2 separate regions of the Oryctolagus cuniculus genome follow, and region 1 is linked to region 2. Evidence: chromatin contacts called from public Micro-C data. All regions are on one chromosome and are shown on one strand. The core of a region is the stretch at or near the end of the contact, and the rest is flanking DNA. Distances in the headings are between cores, read along the strand shown.

What was found. A called contact is a pair of places that touch in the nucleus more often than the background predicts.
Region 1: a contact with region 2 is called in a Micro-C map of ear pinna, with 2.6 times the contacts expected there. The contact joins the promoter of EGLN3 here to the enhancer-like site in region 2. A contact is called at or near these places in 3 of 6 Hi-C or Micro-C datasets (ear pinna, skin fibroblasts and an unstated tissue).

What each region holds. Positions count from the first base shown.
Region 1 is chr12:41,509,771-41,514,541 of mOryCun1.1, reverse strand. EGLN3 (egl-9 family hypoxia inducible factor 3) reads right to left here and starts at 3,228. Exons shown (of 5, transcript XM_051822756.2): 1 at 2,470-3,228. The coding sequence starts at 2,826.
Region 2 is chr12:41,392,910-41,397,593 of mOryCun1.1, reverse strand. No RefSeq gene overlaps it. Among named protein-coding and RNA genes, the nearest start is that of EGLN3, 120 kb to the left of the region's middle. Within about 2 kb of position 2,068, at least 7 of the 8 cell types and tissues checked have an H3K27ac peak or open chromatin away from gene starts, as enhancers often do. A contact at or near this core is called in ear pinna, where this site is marked.

The DNA.
Region 1 (4,771 bases), core at 1,979-4,478, 120 kb before region 2:
TCACTGAATTAAAGGGCCTTATTACTTTATTCCACAACTTTTAAAAATCCAGCAGAAAACAAATAGGGTGAAACGTATTCACACACATATGCTCAAGAAATTCTAAAATACCTAAAAAGGGGGCGGGGGCTGACATGGTTGAAACAGGGTGCAGGGAGCTCATCCTATTAGCTTCTCTACACTACGGGTGCTTGAAAATTCCCTCGATAGAAAGTTACAAACACATTCCCAAGTAGCCATGCAAATTCTACCTTTAAAAAATGTTTTTGCCAAAAACCTGGTTGAAGTGTTCTATGAAGCAACACCACATCAAGGACTTGGCTGAGGGAAGAAACACAAGAGGTGAAAAGGGTAAATGAAGGCAGCAGTCACAGGAGTCATGTAGAACTGGCGAACCCACCTGTGGAAATGGGTCTCTACCATGCTACAGGAACCAGCTTCCAGCAAGAAACTCGTGGCCACAAGACATCACTAAGACTTCTTCATACAAGGACAGAAATTTTTTTTTCTTTACTATTTTCTCAAATCTGGTTTGCATTTGGTTCTAATTGGCCAGGGAATACCCTAATCCACAGGTGATTTTTCTCCAGGGCAGGGATGAAGGCCTTTGCGCCCAAACCGCCCCAGCGAATCTGGAAATCTAGGTACGCGCAGTGCACCTTCAGCAGACAAGACCGGTCACCTTCGGACAGGGGTAAGTGGAGTTGTTTTCCACCCAGAAGATAACCCATAGCCGAATACTCCTATCTCGCAGTCATTTTTCCTTTCCCTAACTTACACTGTGCTTTTCATTCCATGTGAGTTCATTCTAGTTTGGAACCCTCACCCTATGCACTAACTTGAAGCTAAATAAAACCCTTTAACCTTCAAATACGCAAGTGACCTGATTTTACCAATTAATTCTGACCTCCCCCAGAGCAAATTCTGTTCCTAGAATTCCAGAGGAGAAATTTCTAACACCTGAGTTTAAACAAAACCTTTAAAAAAGGAAAAAGAAAAAACTGTTAAAAAGCCATCTGCTCTTGGGTTGAAGCTAGGAGGGCCTAGCAACAACTGAGGCTAAGCCCCCTGCCCCACCCCAGGAGACCAGGAAGGTCACTTGGTATAAAAACAAGCCTAACCTAAAGAAAAATGACTTTCTAATCCACCACCAAGACGATAGGAGCGGAGTAAAGAAACACTCTGACGTCGGCCTCTCCACAGTGCGATTTGTGGTGGATTTTTCCCAAATCAAAGTAAAATTTAGAAAGCAGCATTTTCTTCGAAGATGCTATTCCGTTGCTCCTGGATTGAAAGGTACACAGCAGTCTGGCTCCCTGCTCCATGCACACCCCTCGACCCTTGGCTTCCCACGCCCGTGCCGTCCTGGCAAACTGCCCTGTTACTAAGAGTGCTCCTCTCTGTGGGCCAGATGAGACAACACTGCTTCCTTTTATCACTGGACCTATCTCAGATTGAGAAACACTATGTGTGTTGTCCAAAGAATGGTGGTACCTGGGTGAATGTTCCTCTTCCCTCCCCCTCCGGTGCTAGTCTACTCCGCCTCACTTGTTTTCAGGAAACGTGTTCCACAATTTCGCGTGTCTCTTTCCAGACCACTCTACAAGTGCAAATCACTCAGAACTGCCAGTGGAAAACTGGCTGGACTGGCAACTGAAGGAGACGGAGCAACAATTCTATCCCAAAGGAACACGCTTGCACCAACATCATGGTGAGGGTTCCCATATTTCTGCCCATCTACCTATACCTGTTTCCAAGATAAATTACCAACCAGGGAGTCACTTCCGGCTCTGTGAACAAAAACATGCTTTCTTTCCGGAGGCACTTGACCCCTCTCTCAGGAGCACTGAACTGTTTGTGTTAAGAGGATTTTGCCATCAAACCATAGTCGGGGAAAGGAAGGTGGTGGCTTGCGGTTAGCACAAGGAGAGAATTTCCAGACAAGCAGATGGTCCGTCCGACAGTACGCCTGTCCAAGAAGTCAAGGGCAGCCCTGCGAAGCGAAGAGTTTAGACCGTACACTTGTCCTAGTCTTTCGTCCCACCTTCCCACACCTGCCACGCTCCGCAAAGCAACCGCCACACTGCAAAACACAGCTGTTTTGTTTCTCTAAGAATCCCATCAGCCTACAACGAAGGGCAATCGTGGGTGTGTCCAGGTGTGTCTCAGGTCAAACACAACGTTCCCAACATCCTTTCCTGTCTGGATTTCGGAGCACCTCTGTGCCTTAAAATCGGACCCAAAGCCCCAGCTGCTCGGGCTTGTATCACCAAGAGCAGCCACTATTAACAGCCTCTTAACGCGGACTTTCGCACAGAGGAGCTGGACGGGGTTGGGAGTCAAGGCCGGGTGGAGGGGCCAGAAAGGAACCCGGCTGACTTCTGGGATGAACCCCGAAGTTCGCGCGCAGCCCGGCGAAGGCGACGGACAGCTCACTCCGGCTGCCCCCCGCGCCCGCGCGCCTCCTACCTTGGACCTCTCCTTGACGTAGTATTTGCCCAGGCGGCTTCCGCAGTACAGGACCAGCCTGTCGATGAGGGACAGGAGGAAGCTGATGGCCTCGCAGCCCTTCTCGTTGCCCCCGATCCACGTGATCTGGTCGCCGCGCAGGTGCCGCTTGGAGACGCCGGAACGCGGCCCGGCCAGCTGGCCGTCCCGCAGGGCCCCTTCACGGTGCAGCTGCTTCACGCGCTCCAGCACGCAGTTGCCCACCACCTCGCCCAGGAAGTTGTCCAGGTAGCAGAAGCCCACCTCGTGCAGGCAAGGCACGATGTAATCCACGGCAATTTTCTCCAGATCCTGGCTCATGATGTGTGACAGGGGCATCTCGCCCGCAGGACGCAGGGCAGGGACACCCCACGTGCGCACGGGGAGCGGGGAGCGACCCGCCGCAGCGCCCAGCGGAGGCGCAGCGAGCGGAGCGCTGGGTTCAGGAACCTGCGGCGGGCACTGTCCGGGAGCCACCGCGCCACCGAGCCACCGCGCCACCGCGGCACCCAAGGGCAAGGGAAAGTTGTCCGCAACTCGGGCAGGAAGGGCTCGCCGTTCAGGGGCCAGCCCGAGTTGTGCGGGGCTCCGCGAACCAGTGCTGGACTGGCCCAGAGAGGAGTCCGAGGGCCCCTTTTGAGGATGCGGAGCCACCACTGCGGCGGCGGAGGCGGCGGCAGCGGCCTGTGGCTGGGAGCGGCTGAGGTCCGGCCCATGAACCGGCGGACTCGACGCGTCACGGGCCCCGCCCCGGGCCCACCCCGGCCCCGCCTAGTCCCCGCCCAGGGACCGCCCCCGCTCCGCCCTCCCCGACCCCGCCCATTGCCCCGCCGGGGCTGCCCCGCCGCCAGGGATCCCGAAGAGCCGGTCGCCAGTCTCACTTGTTTGTGAGCTGGAAATTTTCCAATGCTCTCTATTTGCATAGTGTTTTGCATGAAATCCTAAAACAAAAGTGAAAACCTGGATCCGCACTCTTACGAGTGAATGAAATTAGGAGCGCGGGGTATTGCCACGGTCCGTGCTGGCCACCGCACAGGCTTTTGAGCAAAATAACAAACGCAGCAACAAAGGCTCATAGGTTCTACGGTGGTCTCGTTCTTGCCCTCCCAAGTGCCTTTCCTTCTTCCTTCTCCTTGGCTCTGACACGAGCCAGCGGGCTCAAGCCGCCGGGCGGGAGGAGCGCAGTTGTAGCTAGCATGAACACAGTAGCATGGTCCCTTAGCTCCTACTCTGTGCTCAACTTAGAGGGATGTGGCCAATGAAGAATCGCCGAGCCATAGCCGATCAGGCACAGCAAATACTGCATTCTGCTTTGCTGGGTGTCTCCATCCACTTACCTTCCACGGTTTTAGTAAAACACGATGTTCTGAAATTCTACCTGCAAAATCAGTGACACAGCTATGTAATATATGGGCATATTCCTCGCCCTGTCCCCCAAGTCCCTCTTCTTTCTCCACATGCAGTTGTATCCCCACGCCAGGGAGAGAGGGACAGACACAACCGTAAGTTGTCGTAGTGGCCCACAGATTAGCTAACTGCATTGTGGGTTTTTTGACCCTGTCCTACTGAGCACTAGAAATCAGAATGGGTGTGTGTGTGTGTGTGTGTGTGTGTGAAGGGGAGACACATATATTGCATGGAAAGCCATGTCCATATTTTTGGTTTCACCTTAGTGTGAGCTTGGCTTCTTCACTGCACAACAGAAGGAACTGGCTTTTCGGGTATCGTGATTGTGTGCACAGTGTCCTGCAATTCTGTCACTTTTTCTCCTTCGTCCTGGCCTCTGCGGGAAGAAACGCAGTGAGGGCACAGGGAGAGGCTTAGGGGTGTTCTGGGAGGAGCTGTCAGCGTACAGGGTTTAAGAAACTTTGGTGAAACTTCTCACACTGAAAGGAAGTCCTCTGCCAAGTCGCTGAGTAGCTGACACTCCTGGTATGAATGGTCAGCAGGAGGCGCCACTCCTCGGAAGCTTAAATGGGTCAGTGCTCAAGGAGCTGTCACCTAAAATTCCAGGGCAGGCGCCCATCATCCTCCATCCTCCATCCACCCCTGGTATGTGATAGGTGCCTCATAAATGCTTACTGGGATCCTGAGCCATGGCAGCCTCATCACGGGATTCTGGACTGGAAGTCTACATGGAAGAGTGACTGGGAACTTCCCCCCAGAGAATTCACTCCAAGAGAATGTCAGGCAGGTGCGGGTGGCCCTGAAGCAAACCTTAGCAGCCAGAGCAGACAGAAATTCTGCAAGGGCGTTTGTCTCCTGGCTGTGTCTGCCCATCCAG
Region 2 (4,684 bases), core at 819-3,318:
TTGAGTCCTTGCAGCTCCACTTCCGATCCAGCTCCCTGCTCATGTGCCTGGAAAGGTGGTGGAAGAAGGCTCAAGTGCATGGGCCCCTGGTACCCATGTGGGAGACCTGTGTCAAGTTCCAGGCTCCTGGGTTCAGCCTGGCTGAGACCCAGCCATGGCAACCATTTGGGGAGTGAACCAGCAAATGCAAACTATCTTTCTCTCCTTGTCTTTTCTTCTCTGTCACTCTTTCAAATCAATACATAAATCTTATACACAACTCTGCACAACATACTGATGATGCCACAAAGTGTGAAGTGAGAAGGCAGGGCCAGCCCGTGCCTCCATGCAAATTGCCACTTAGCAATGTGATCTCGTCATGAAAGTGTTTCTCTCACACCTAAAAAGTCCACTTCAGGAAACCCGTGCTAAGCAGACAGGTAATAAGGTGATCAAATATTTACATACCATATTCACTTGAGCATGGCTTAGCTAAAAAAAAAAAAAAAAAAAAAAAAAAAAAAAAAAAAAAAAGGAAGCAATCTAAATTAACAGCAATAGGGGAACTGTTAAAAATATAATATGTTCATAAAATGACTATAAAAATTTAATGACATGGGAAATTGTGTATGTCCTAACATGCAGCAGGGTAAACATTACAAAATAACACAGTTTTTAGCATAATCAAAACCACACACTAACTTTGAAAATCCCTGGAAAGAAATATATCTGAAACACTAATACTGTCAGTATGTGAGTATTGGATCATAGGACTCTTTTCTTCTCCTTTATGCTTTATTCTAAGATTTACTTATTCACTTCAAAGGCAGAGTCACAGAGAGAAAAGGAGAGACAGAGAGAGAGGTCTTCCATCTGCTGCTTCACTCCCCCAAATTGCTGCAAGGCTGGAGCTGGGCCGATCCGGAGCCAGGAGCCAGGAGCCAGGAGCCAGGAGCCTCCACCAGGCTCCCACTTGGGGACAGGGCCCCAAGCACTTCAGCCATCTTCTGCTGCTTTTCCCAGGCCATTAGCAAGGAGCTGGATTGGATGTGGAGCAGCCAGGACAGGATCCAGTATGGGATGGCTGTGCTGCAGGCCACGGCTTAACCCACTAGGCCACGACCCTGGTCCCCTATCCTTTATTCTTTTATTTATTATGTATTTATTTATTTATTTGAAAGGCAGAGCGACAGAGAGAAACAGAGATCTTCCATACACTAGTAAACACCTCAGGGCTTAGCCAGGTGGAAAACAGGACCCGGAACTCAACCTGGGTCTCCCATGTCGGTGGCAGGCACTCAAAGGCTGGACCCCCTCACCTGCCTCCCTGCCTAAGCATCAGCAGGAAGCTGGACTGGAGGCAAAGCCGGGGCTCCAACCCCTGCCCTCATACGTGAGATGCACGCATCCCAAGCCAAGGCTCACCCATCTGGGTTTATTGTGTTTCCAAGGGATTCAGGGAAAGCCCCGCCCCCCTTAAAAAAATCAGAGCAACACTATCTCCCAAATAGGCCAAACTCTACAAATGGCTTAGCTCTGTGCATAGGATCTCGCTCCTGTAACCTAGGTGTCCAAGGACAGAATTTCCATATGAATTAACCTCCCATTCGTTCACAGTGCCTCCATAGAAACCACTTCTCCAAGGCTTCCCCGAAATGAGCAAACAAGTGACACAGCTTTCCAGGGACGCATGGTGCAGCTCTCACAGCCCACCACCTCCCACCCCCACCCCACCCCTGTATCCTGTGACCAAGGAAGGCTCCCCCAGGAGCCACGGTGTCCCGGGCAGACACCCTCCCACCACCACCACAACCCCGGGACTCCGGTGGGATCACTACCGATAGAAGATCACAACGCCCGCTGTAGCCCTTAAGCTGTAAAGGCATCAAAATCGCCTACTAGTAAGGCAGCCTTGGCTGGGTTGGGGCTAAAGTCCTGCCTGGGCGCGCCCGGGTTGGGGCCCGGGGCCAGACGCTTGGCGCCGGCCCTGGAATAAACAAAATACCCGCGTCCGCGAGGACGGCATTGGCCGCAGGGCTGTCCGGCCCAGCCCATGGCGGTCGGCGCGCGGCTCACGTACCAGCGCGTGAGTCAGCGCGTTCCAGGGCAGCGCCAGGACCCGCGCGCGTTCCCTCCGGGCTCCGCGCCCGCAGCCCCCAGAAAGGGCTCCTCGGGATTTCCCGCTGCCCGCATCTCAAGGCTGTCCGTGTTGCAAGCCATCTGCACGTTGGGGCTTGCCCTTCCCCGGCAGAGCCCCCTTCTGTGCTGGCCAGCTTGGAAGAGGGGGCCTGAGGGTGAGGGGGCGGAGGAGGGCAGAGCCAGACCTGCTGTCCTTTTGAGCAGGAACGTGTTTCTCTACGTAGCCCTGATGTGTTTTCCTTCTTTGAGGCCCGCTGACGTGTGCAGTGGCTGCGGGGAGGGGTAGGACAGCTGCAAGGGGTCTTGCCCGGGGCGGCCTGGGGAAGCAGAGGGCAACAAGTTAGAGGGGGCTGGGGCGTCCGTTTTCAACCACCTCTCCCGCGCGCGCCAGCGCTGGGGACTCGGTTGCATTTCCGCAAATCAGCACCTGGTTAGTGACAACCACCAACTTCTAAAAGGAAGTTGCCTACGTGCCGGACAGCTGAACGACAGAATTAGAAGCACTTTGTAGCAGATGTATGAATCCAGCAGTACCTCCTTGACCGGTCTTGGCCCTGTGGGAAAGTGCGCCTTCCCAAATCAGAGCACCTTGGGAAGCCACATGTTTGTGCACTTTTTGCAAAGCCTGGGGGAAAGCTTGCAAAGATACGGGGAAGGAGACGGGAAGGACGTTGCTTCAAAAAGTTCCTGGAAAATAGAATGAAGAGCTAAGTTTATTTTGGTGCAAAAGTACTTTGAAATTCATGCATACAAAGGGTCTTAAAAAATGCATTATGAAATAACCGGATTTGACTTTTTTTTACACCAAAATAAACATCTTTTAATTCCATTTTTCTGTAGATAACTTTAAAGCACTTTTGTCTATGGGGAAGAAGAGGGAAAACTGATTAGGGAAGGGGCATTCAACAATGAATAAAGTGATTCAAAGAGCATTATTGAGCCCCTAATGGGGGCCAGGCAGTATCTGGGCACTGGACAAGTCAACTCTGCTTCCTACCCCCCAGGATTCCAGTTCTCAGCGTGCACAGGTGAGCGGGCAGCAGTCTCTGAGAGGAGAGGGGCTGAAAGGGTAATGTCTAGCACCCAGCCTCTGATACTAGTTCTGCATTTTACACGCTGTGAGCAGCCAGTGAGTTCTCTCAGCCCCCTTCAGTTTCCTCCTTTGAAACATAAAAATAGTTAAAACAGCACTATTTCTTAGTATTTTCATAGGCCTAAATACATCAACAGGAGCAAAAACACAGAACAATGTCCGGCATTCAGTAGGCACTCAATAAATATTCTTAAAAGAATGAATGGAGGGGACGGGAGCAAGAGCCGCCAAGCACAGAGGGCAGGCTGGGAGCTGCAGAGCCTCAGAGGGGCGCATTCACAGCGCTCTCAATGGAGCTTCGGGGTGCTGTGCAGCGTGGGAGCCCTGCCTACTCGTGGGGCTGTTTCAGCATTGTTCAGAACAGCATAGCATTGAAGATGCAAATGTATTTACCCATAAATAAGACGTGCACCACTGTTTGAGCCATGAAAAGGAATAAAGTCCATCAGTGTATAACAAAATGGACATGAAAATCCCAAGTTACATAGTAATACGTGCAGCATGATAGCATGTAGAGAAAAGAACACACACACACACAAATATTCTACATATTTTATTCTCTATATTTTATGTATATATGGTTTTTTTTTAATGCCGGAAGGAAGACACAGCAAATATAATGCTGTCTCTGAATAAAAGACTGGGAATTGTGATTTGGATGCCAATCATGGGGCTGTATCTTAGTCCAGATTGCAATAATTGGAAAAAAATAATTGCAAACAGAACAGTGTACTATACATCATGTCATTTATTTTTTAGAGGTATAGACAGACAATACAACCAGAAGTAAATAGGTCAACACTGGCTAACCAAGAATATGGGTGAGAATTATTTTTTATTTGTGCTTCTCTGCATATTCCTACTGAAGATAATTACACCCTCACAGGGTGAGTGTTATGGTAAATGGACAGACAGGTGTGGGCCTGGAGGGCACCTGCTGGGTGAGGCCAGGCTTATACACCCACCATCTATGAGCACTACACAGGACAAAGCAGGCTCCCCAATCCCCCCTCTGTTCTAACTCCACCCTGGCGCAGGCCATGTGCCACTGGAATGCCCAGATTGGCCAAAGCTCTAGGCCAGGGCTGCCTTTAGCATCCTGTGGCTGGCTGGCACTTCTCCTTAGCAGGTTCATTCAAATCTTGGCCTGCCAAAAATATGATGTTGTGGCTGGTGCCCACTGGAGAAACAGTGGAAACCCCCTGAGGTGCGGTGTGCCCCCCAGCGGGTCCCCCATGGTTCTGAAAACTGCATGAGCCATGAGCGGCTGCGTGCCTTGCGGCAAGTGAGTGGTGAGGGGAAAAATGGAAAGCGCGTCCCCTCAGGGCTCCCAATGGCTGTTGTTCTCTCGACCTCTGCTTGGGCTCTTCCAAGGGCGGCGGCAGCCCGGCGCCCAACTGCTGTGGGAGCAGCTTAGTGTGGGTCCAGATTCCAAGCTTTGCAGTCACTCCAAGCTGGGCTCCAGTCGCCAAT